2 separate regions of the Triticum aestivum genome follow, and region 1 is linked to region 2. A link is a contact called in public Hi-C data. All regions are on one chromosome and are shown on one strand. Each heading gives the region's core, a stretch centred on a gene start, on an enhancer-like site or on the middle of the called end of the contact. The rest is flanking DNA. Distances are from core to core; before and after follow the strand shown.

Region 1 (4,497 bases), core at 323-2,822, 34 kb before region 2:
CGAGACCGCCTAATGCCAGAGTTAAAGACGCTTCGAGATATGAACCTAACTAGCTCGTCGATATCGACGAAGCGTGACCGGAATAAACCTGGGCTCCATGGCAACGTCGTCAATAGGGTGATGGCGCAACGTGTCGCCGCCGCCGAGACCGAAGATCGGTCAAGCGTTTTCATCCAAATCCCTGCGGCGGGAGAGGGACCATAGCGACATCCTCAAGATGGACGCGACACCCACGAGCATCGCCGCCGCTGGCGTTGAAGAGCAGAGCTTTCACCTGAAGCCTCCCACCCACGTCACACCGAGGAATCGCAAGCACCGGTCCACCCCGACCAGTGGCGAGTCCAGTAGGGGGGCCTCCACAGACTAGAGCCTACCCTCCAAATATACAGAAAAAATCACTACTACGCGTCCTAGCCCAGCAAGTCAGCAACCCAATCTCTCATTCTCAGCCTGATCAACACCAACAACCCACAGGCAAGTAGCGAACAGCACAACAGCAAATATATAGTAGCAATTTGGCAAATTTTGAGCTTATTTGAAGAAAAAGTACTGAGAGATAATGAGTATATTTTGCTAAATAAATTCAGAATTTGGTTAAAATTTTATATATACTTCTTTAGAAGTATCTAGGGAATACTTCATGTTTCCACTAGTAATCTAGGAAAGCTTTTTACCTTGTTTGGAGCAAAAAAGGACTAGGAGATAACGACTACTTAGGTAGATAGATTTAAACTTCCGTTCAAAATTTTATATTAAAAAACCTAGAAAATTAGTACATATGTTTTTGTTAGTACTTTGGCAAAATATTAGCTTATTTGGACAATAGGATTAGGAGATAATGTTTTTTTACCGAAATGTTTTTTAAATGATGTTAGTTTTCTCGCCGTTAACTTTGAGCCCACCCTTCGTTTTCTTTCTGGATTCGTCACTGACCCCGAGGATAGGCTTATTGCCATGAAGCCAGACCTCCACTTGGAGCCACCACAGCCGAAGTACCAACAACATCATGACCACCCACCGCAACATCCTGGCCGCCCACACGACCAAGGAACATTGCCAAGAAGCTCGTTGAAGAGCCAACCAGACAGACCACCACTCGGGGCCGCCGCTCCAGTGTCCAATGCCCCATCCTCGCCCCCGCATACGAGCACCAATTACCAATCCACACACACATCAGTAACCCGCGGCGGGACGGAAAGGTCCCTCCTTTCTAGTCCCACGACACACTTTGGACAAAGCCGCACCTTGCGACGGCGGCACCATGTGGCCCGATGACGACTCTGCTAGGGTTGCCCTTGGCCTGTTTTTCATACGAACACCCTGTAATTTGTAGAGTTCGCTTCCTTTTTTTCTTTTCCTCCCAAACTTTAGCCGATAACTTTCGCAAAGTAGCCTTTCATAGTCACACTAATGTGGAGGGAAAAAAGGCAAGGAAAGACGCTACGTACTCCTGCGGACACGAAGGCGAAACTAGAGAGTTGGATCCCATCGTGGAACTGGGACATGGTCCACCCCCTGCGGCTGCGCGTGGGCGTGGCCGCGTGGCCGTGGCCGTGGGGCTAGACCCCGACGTGCCCAGCGGAGCTTCATATGGGTGTTTGGGGTGCTATGGTAGGAGATTCAGAACGGAAGCACGGCAAATGAGTGTCATATTTAGCTGGTACACGGTGGACCTGCGTCTCTACGCGGCCACACGCGTCTCCTGTTGGTGCATACGTCATGTTTGCTCAGAGCAGCTGAAAGTTCTCGTAGAAAACAGGAGAAAATACAACACACGTAATGCGCAGAGATATTAAATCATATCGCTGAGATCAGATGACAATACGTTTTTTCTTTTTGTAAAAGTACTAAGTTGACAACGCTAGCTGTATTCCCCACGTGGCGATAATGGTGATTATTTTTAGTGCCGAGTTGGGGCGGGAGTATCGTAATGACCTCACCCGCACTACAACCTTATAGACTGGCTGCCAATTTTTTTTCTAATGTGATTACATGTCAATATCACCCGATAAAAGAAGTATATCGTCTATTTTGCTTAGATAAATGTCAGTCACAAAAAAGTTGGCACGTCACCGATGCATGCTAGACTCATTACGAAAAGGGAGCCAAAAGCGAGCACGGTGAAACTGTGAACTTCAGTGGCTGGGTACGGCTGTTTTCATTGGCTCCACAGCAGCAGGTTCGCAACGGCAATAGATCACCATGTCCTTTTTTTCGGCGCCACACGAACATTTAGCAAAATTCAACCAGGATAAACCGGGATTAGAGAGTACTACGGTTTCAGGAATTTTAAGTTTAAGGTTTAATTCAGAATTACAGTATAAATTCAAGGATTATTTTAGATTTTATTTTCCACAAAAAAGAATCTCGGCTGCCGTGCCCACCCGGGATCATTCGGGATTTCCCATTATAATCATGTTGCTATTGCTCATGCCCCACTTGGAGCACTTGTTGCTCACTACCACCGAAGGGGACAGGTGATTCAGAAGTGGGTGAAAGACATTACCCGATTTATTGAGAGCAAAAAAAGCACCAACTTGAATATGTATCCTTTGCTTTTTATCAAGACGGCCAAGTGGCATGTACAGTTCGGAGCCGAGGCAAGCCACAATTCTGGAGCTCGGGATTACACAACAATTTTACGGATAATGCCGCCACATAATCTATGTAGGAAAGCTGCAAAATCCATGTGTACAAAAGCAAGTTGAGCTGGCTCCAACGTTGTTTCCTTTTGTCGTGTACTTCTAGTGTGTTGATTCGAAAGTTAGCACCACGTTTTGTGGGATCATACAAAATTTTGAAGCGTATGGGAGAAGTTGCCTACAAGTTGAAATTGCCCGAAAGATTGTCAGGAGTTCACGATGTGTTCCACGTTTTCCAGTTTAAGAAGTGTCACGCAGAGATGGCTGATATACCGCTGAGAGATACAGTGCCGCTGGAAGCGATTCAGTTGGATAGTGATTTGACCTATGAGAAGAAACCAGTCAAGATTCTCAAGTATGCCAGCCGAGTCACCCGCAACAAGGTTATTAAGTTTTGCAAAGTTCAGTGGAGCCACCACACCGAGGATGAAGCCACCTGGGAGCGAGAGGAAGATCTGCTGAAGGACCACCCTCACCTATTTTCTAACCAACCCGAATCTCGAGGGCGAGATACCCGAATCTCGAGGGCGAGATTCATCTTAGGGGGGTAGGTTTGTAACATTCCAAATTTTTAATTTGGAATGTTATACACTAGATCATCAATGCATATCATATTTTAATTGCTTTTGGTTCGATCCTGGAAATTCTATGCAACTCAAGGACCCTCGGAGAGAGTTGGGGATTTCATTATTTTCATATTTGGGTTTCTCAAATTTTGAAAATAGGATCATTTGATTTTATTTATTTTATCTTTAATTATTTCTATTAAAAAATATGAGAGAGGGAATAAAATGACTTTCCCAAAAATAAAGAAATATTAAGGATTTAATAGAAAAATCAAATAAGATTTATTTTGGAGTTTTGCTATTTTATTTGAATTTAGGAAAAATTACACGTTTTTCAAAACTGCATTTTAGGGCCAAGAAAATGTTCGTCTCGTTCTAAATATTTTATTTAGACGGTGAAAGTTTGTTTTGGCATTTTTAGATTTTTATTTATTTATCTAGAATTTATTTTCTGTTCGGCGGATTTATTTAAAAAAAATCCCGTGCCCGACTGGGCCGAAGGCCCAGCCGAGCTAGGCCGGCCCGCCCCCGCGCCGCCGCCTCCGCGCCGCGCGCCGCCTGATGAAGTCATGTACCTAGGGTAGGGTCATGGTCCTACCCTAGGTACCCTACCCAAGGACATCCTTAGAAGAAGCTACCTTCCAGTCGACCAAGAGGGACTTCACTCGACGATGGAGATAGCCACTCGACCATGAAGCTAACCACTCGACGGCTAGGAGACCTAAAGTCTTCATGGTGTTTTATGAGGGCGTTACCAGTAACCCCCTGTCTAAATGTACTTTAAACCCTGCATAACTGAGGGCCGGAGGGGTCTGGCGAACTCTATATAAGCCACCCCCCTCCTCAGTGTAAAGGGTTCGCACCCCTGTAACTCATATACACAGAAACCAGTCGACCGCCTCTGGGCTCCGAGACGTAAGGCTATTACTTCCTCCGAGAAGGGCCTGAACTCGTTAAATACTCGTGTGTACAACTACTCCATAGCTAGGACCTTGTCTCTCCATACCTACCCCCATTCTACTGTCAGACTTAGAACCACAAAAGTTGGCGCCCACCGTGGGGCAGGTGTCTTAGCGACTTTTTGGAGAAGTTGCAATTTGTTCGATTGCCTTCATCATGGTTTCTGGCGGAGCTCTGATCGAGGGCCGCGAGATCCGTCTCGGTGCGCTCGCTTTCGCCGCCGACGACTCCGCTTGGCTCCAGGAGGCACCACTCGACATCGATGCGCTCCCCGTCCGCGGGGCGACGCACTTTCGGGCGTGTGTCCGCGGCGTCCTGCTGCGGCAGCC
Region 2 (5,137 bases), core at 2,231-4,730:
ATAATGCTGGTTAAAGGAAGGCAATACCCATACCCGCGTACCCGCATACCCATATGCTCATCCATTCTGACAGGTAGACCTTGTATGTCATTCACTAAAAATGTGAAAACCCTAGCCTCGCTTTACCCAACCCAGCCTCGACCTCAAATCCCTCCCCGTACCCCCCCCCCCCGCCGTCACTCTCACACCACACCAGAGAAACCCCCCTCGCCCCCATCTCTCTCTCACCACAAACCCTAGAGGGAAGGAGCCACCGGCCACATTCGCTGGCGCTGCCTGCAGCGACATGACCATCCACCTCCCTCATCTCCTCGTCTCTTCTCTCCACTTCCTGTCCTCCATGCGACTAGCAGACCAAGACATCTCCTCCCTCCACCTCCTCCCCTCCACCCCATCCCCTCCACGCGAGCACGCCGGGCTACCGGAGCACCTTCATCCGCCGTGCTTCGAGCTTCAGTAGACAAACACATGGAGCTCGCCCAGGAGGACGTCGAGAAGGCGCATCACTCCAGCGCAGATGCAATTGCGGTGGATGGAGAAGAATTTGGAGAAGATGGCACTAAGAGTGGGCCTCGGGCGCAACGCCTTCGTCGTTGCCTATCTATGCTCTTGACTCTTCAACCACCTTTGATGGGGCAGGTTCCCGGGCGCAGCTCCCCTTTGCCCGGTTACAAGGTGGGGTGTGGTCGTGGCCATGACGACGCTACTCATGCGACGGCAGTAGCAAGCACCCGACGGCGCCCGAGACCAACTCCGGTTGTTCCTATGAGGAACACTTCTATTGCGGCAACAAAGCTTCCAATTCGGTGAAGAGATCATTACTTTTTTTAATGTGTTGATTTGATTTGTTAACGAATGATCGAGTGTGTTGAATAGTTAAACGATCTTTTGTAGATGCTCACACATGAGAAACTAGCTTTGGGACTTGCCTTCAAGACATTCAAGAAGGGATGCAGGTTTGTTCTTAGTGGTACTTAAGAATTGCAAATTGAACATAACTTATATACATGAAACTCCCTACTAGCATCCACATAGACCCCAAATGAGCTAGGTTTTGGACTTGCGTTTAAGACATTCAAGAAGGAATGCAGATAAGTACTTGGTAGTACTTAAGAATTGCAAATTAAACATATCTTTTTTACAGGGGAAATCAAACATATCTTGTATACATAAAACTCCTGGCTAGCATCCACATAGACCCCCAAATGAGCAAAACGGTGTAAGGCTAGTTCCAATGCATTTGGTACTTACATGAGTTACTAAGCACATTAAAAACTTTAGCAATTAAAGCCCCCAATGCATAGGTGCTTATCTTGTTGGTGCTAAGCATCCTTTATTTAATGATTTTGCAATTAAAGTTCTCATGCATGGATGAGATCCTTCCAATTTAAGTGTTTTGACTAGGTTCTTATGCTTGACATTGTTTCTTCCTGGGGTCACCACACTCATTTCTCTCCTCTTAATTACCTTGTCACATCAGACTTTTTGCCTACATGGCAGCCTTAGCACCTGTACAAGGTGGAGCATTGGAAGGGGCCTAAAAACACATGCCCTAGGAAAAAGACTCATCGCGTGCTGTGCACAGAAGATCATGGCCTTGGGTCTTGGACACGCCCACAGCCAACAAGTCTCGAGAGAGTGGACGATAGGGCAAAACAGTAAACTTGGCTCTCAACTTGTAGCGCCTTTGTCTGTAGCTCACGCGCCCCCCCCCCCCGGTCCACCGACCCCACGTTACGGAGCGCACCGACTGGGACCCCACGCGTCACAGGGAGAGAGGCCACCCAGCTTTTCTTTAACCTCGCCGAGGCCGGGCGGCGCGCTGTCGCGGCCGTGAAATTTTTACTCTACTTAGCAGCGAGATTCACATCCTTAGTGGCGGTTCGTGCGTGGGACTAGTAGTACCATTTTTTTCCCATAATATAAGGGCAGTGATCTGCGCCGGTGCGCCGGCCCAACAGTTGGGCCGGTCGAGCCCAGGCCGTCCGATGCACTGACTCCCAACCGTCAGATCGAGCCCCTTCCCCGCATCGTCTACCTTCCGTGTTCGGATCGAGCAACGGCAAGCGCCACGGGCCACCCCACACCCAGCCATGGGCATCTACCTCGTCGTCATCCCCGTCGCCGTTCGCCGCTCGCCCTCGCCGTCGCCGTCACCGCTCGCCGTCGCTGCTCGCCGTCGCCGCTCGCCAGTTGGAGCACAGGTGCCCCATGGCCCCGCCCCTCTGATGCAGCAAAAAAATGGACCCCAGCAAATAAAAATCGACCCCTGCCGGTGCCTGGAGTTCGTCGCCGTTGCAGCTCCGCCGGGAAGCCACCGTAGTAGTCAGTTGCATCAATAGTGAGTTGCTGATTCAAGCTTTTTGTCGCGGTCTCTGGTTGAAGCTTTTCAGAAATACGGTTGAAGCTTTTCAGAAATACGGTTGAAGCTTTTCAGAATTATGGTTGAAGCTTTTCAGAAATACGGTTGAATCTTTTTGTCGCGGTCTCTGGTTGAAGCTTTTCAGAAATACGGTTGAAGCTTTTCAGAATTACGGTTGAAGCTTTTCAGAAATACGGTTGAAGCTTTTTGTCGCGGTCTCTCTGGTAGAAGCTTTTCAGAAATACGGTTGAAGCTTTTCAGAATTACGGTTGAAGCTTTTCAGAAATGCGGTTGAAGCTTTTCATGTCGACAATTGCATCTTTTTTCGTTGTGTACTCATGGGGGTGAAGCTTTCTATAGAGTTGGTTGAAGCCTTGTATAAATCGGGTTGAAGCTTTTCAATTCACAGTTGAAGCTTTCCAAGCCGATGGTTGTAGCTTTTTTTTCTTTCGTAGTGTTCGCATGAAACTTATCTATTTCGTCGGTTGAAGCTTTTTCAAATACAGTTTGAAGCTTTCGCATGAACGGCTGTAGCTTTTTCAGTTGCATGGTGGCTTCTAGCTCAGGCTCGCCGGTGCGGGGGGAACTTGTATAGGGGGAGGGGGGGGGCGAGGGGACCTGCACGGGATTGGGCTGGCCGGCGGCGGGATCTGAGGAAGGAAGAAGAGGGCCAGCAGGCGCTAGGCTGAGAGAGAAAAGAGGGGATCGGGAGCAGATCTGGTGGCGCGGATCCGAGCAGATCTGGCCGAGGGCAGCCGGATCCGCTGATTCCCATGGCGGCGGCGCCCTGGGAGGTCTCCGGTCGGCGAAGCTTGGCCATGGCAGCGGAGAGAGAGAGACAAGCGACGGGAAGAAGAGAAACAGGAGGGAGAAGACGCACGTGGGCGGGCCCTCCATCCTACGTGTCGGTAGGTGAGTCGCTCGGTACGTTCGCGCGTGGACGCGACCGGCCGAAGCTTCGGCCGGTGCCCCGTAGTGAAACGTTTCCCATAATATAAGGGGGCGATTATAAGATGGAAGGGTCCCTGTCGCTGTTGCGCCCGAGCGCCACCACACCCACTTGCCTTTCCTATTAGCTGCTTTGTGCTCTTGCGCCGTGGTCTCCCCTCCCCCCCCCCCCCCCCCCCCCCTCCCCTTGGCCTGTTCTTATCTGATCTCCCGTCTCCCCTCCTCTCCCTCGTGCCTTCTTCTCCCCACCTTTCCCCCACCCTCCCTCCGCTGTTTTTCTCTCCTCCCCTCCCTTCCTAGCTCTCCCAGGTCATGGCAAAGGTGAAAAGCGGATAAAACTAGCAAGTGGGAGATCGACGCAGGTGAGCTCATGCTGCCCTGCCATCTCCCTTTTGTGTTCATGTCTTCCTGCTGCATATGCTTCTTCTTCCTCATCTATCCTTTTATGATGTGTTTTGTCCGTGCTCTTGATTGGCTAGGGTGAGGGCCTGAGGTAGGCTAGCTATGCGACCATGCCTTGTTCTTTTGGGTATTTTTCTCTCTGGATAGATAGATAGATAGATATTTTCGGGGGTCCTAGAGTTGCTTCTGCAGCCGTTATCAATTCCAGTTTTTGCTTCTTCGCTCTCTTCTTTTTCATTGCTCCACGGAGATATTTTTGGATGAGTCCAATTCCCAGAGTTCCCTTCTTTCTTTTCTTCTGGAAATCTGGAATACGTAGCACCTGCGTTTTCGGAAGGATTTTATTTTGTTTTGTTTTGTCAGGCAGGAATGGAATGCTATTCCTGTTTTCTCTTATCAGGAGATGGAAAACTTCCCGTCTCTTCTCCGTTTTGATGCCTGCTTGATCCATTTTCTCTATTGTTTTCTTCCCCTTTTGTGGACTATACTACTGCTTTGTTTCCTTTTGGGTGAGCACATGGGTACATGTTCTTGTTTCCAACTGTCCATACCTGTTTGGCTAGGTACAAGTAAATATTTACATCTCCATAAAAGATGGCTTTCTTCCCTTGAAAAGTGTCTCCCCTGCTTTCTCATCATTTTGGCCAACCCCTGTGACTGATTGGATCAAAGCAATCTTTCATGAGGACGCTTAAACATGATTCAATTGTTTTTGTGACCTGCTAGGATTATATGGAAACAGTTCAGTTGTGTTTTGGTAAAACCCTGTGTGGACAATCATGTGTTCAATTTTCTGCCTTATTCTTCCATTGCTGTATTACTCCTATATGGTCATGCATAACACACCCATTTCCGTTAGTTATGCCGTCCGATATGATCATGTCACAGAGGAAAACAAGATAAGCTTCTGTTAGATTAGTTGCCTCTGCTAGTTGCGTGCGCTGCCTTCCTCGAGTTGATGATCTATAATTGTGAAGGAGAGGATCATAGCAGAGGTGTGTGTGGTGTGGGTTGGATAAGATCGAGTGCGTTTTGATTAGCCAAACACATGCAGGCCGGGCCTTCCGGCGCTTGCTTCAATCGGCAAACTTGCTTTTATGCCACATGATTGTCTCGGCTCCGGGTTATGTAGATCTGGGATGTTTTGTGAACTAATACTACTGCTCCAGCTGTTTTCTTTAAGGAGAAGACAGGAACTGGAGCACATACGTGTTAAGTCACCGTCTAATTACCTGATTAAGTTCCCTCAAAGAAAACTACCTGATTAAGATGCTCTAGTAAAGTATTATGGCTATTTTAAGCTTTATTGCTCTTAACTGTAATTGCCTCTTTAACACTAGTAATCTTGTTGCACATGTTGCCTAGTTATTGCGTTTACACTCAGCAAGCAATAAGTTGGTAATCCCCTCCTGGCCTTAAGTCTTG

What was found. Hi-C and Micro-C count contacts between places; a contact is called where the count stands out from the background.
Region 1: a contact with region 2 is called in a Hi-C map of leaf, with 3 times the contacts expected there. The contact joins the enhancer-like site here to the promoter of LOC123092263 in region 2. A contact is called at or near these places in 2 of 5 Hi-C or Micro-C datasets (both in leaf).

Annotation. Positions count from the first base shown.
Region 1 is chr4B:383,598,961-383,603,457 of IWGSC CS RefSeq v2.1, reverse strand. No RefSeq gene overlaps it. Among protein-coding and RNA genes, the nearest start is that of LOC123092263, 34 kb to the right of the region's middle. Within about 2 kb of position 1,572, at least 4 of the 8 cell types and tissues checked have an H3K27ac peak or open chromatin away from gene starts, as enhancers often do. A contact at or near this core is called in leaf, where this site is marked.
Region 2 is chr4B:383,565,856-383,570,992 of IWGSC CS RefSeq v2.1, reverse strand. LOC123092263 (protein ETHYLENE-INSENSITIVE 3-like 1a) reads left to right here and starts at 3,480. Exons shown (of 2, transcript XM_044513974.1): 1 at 3,480-3,672.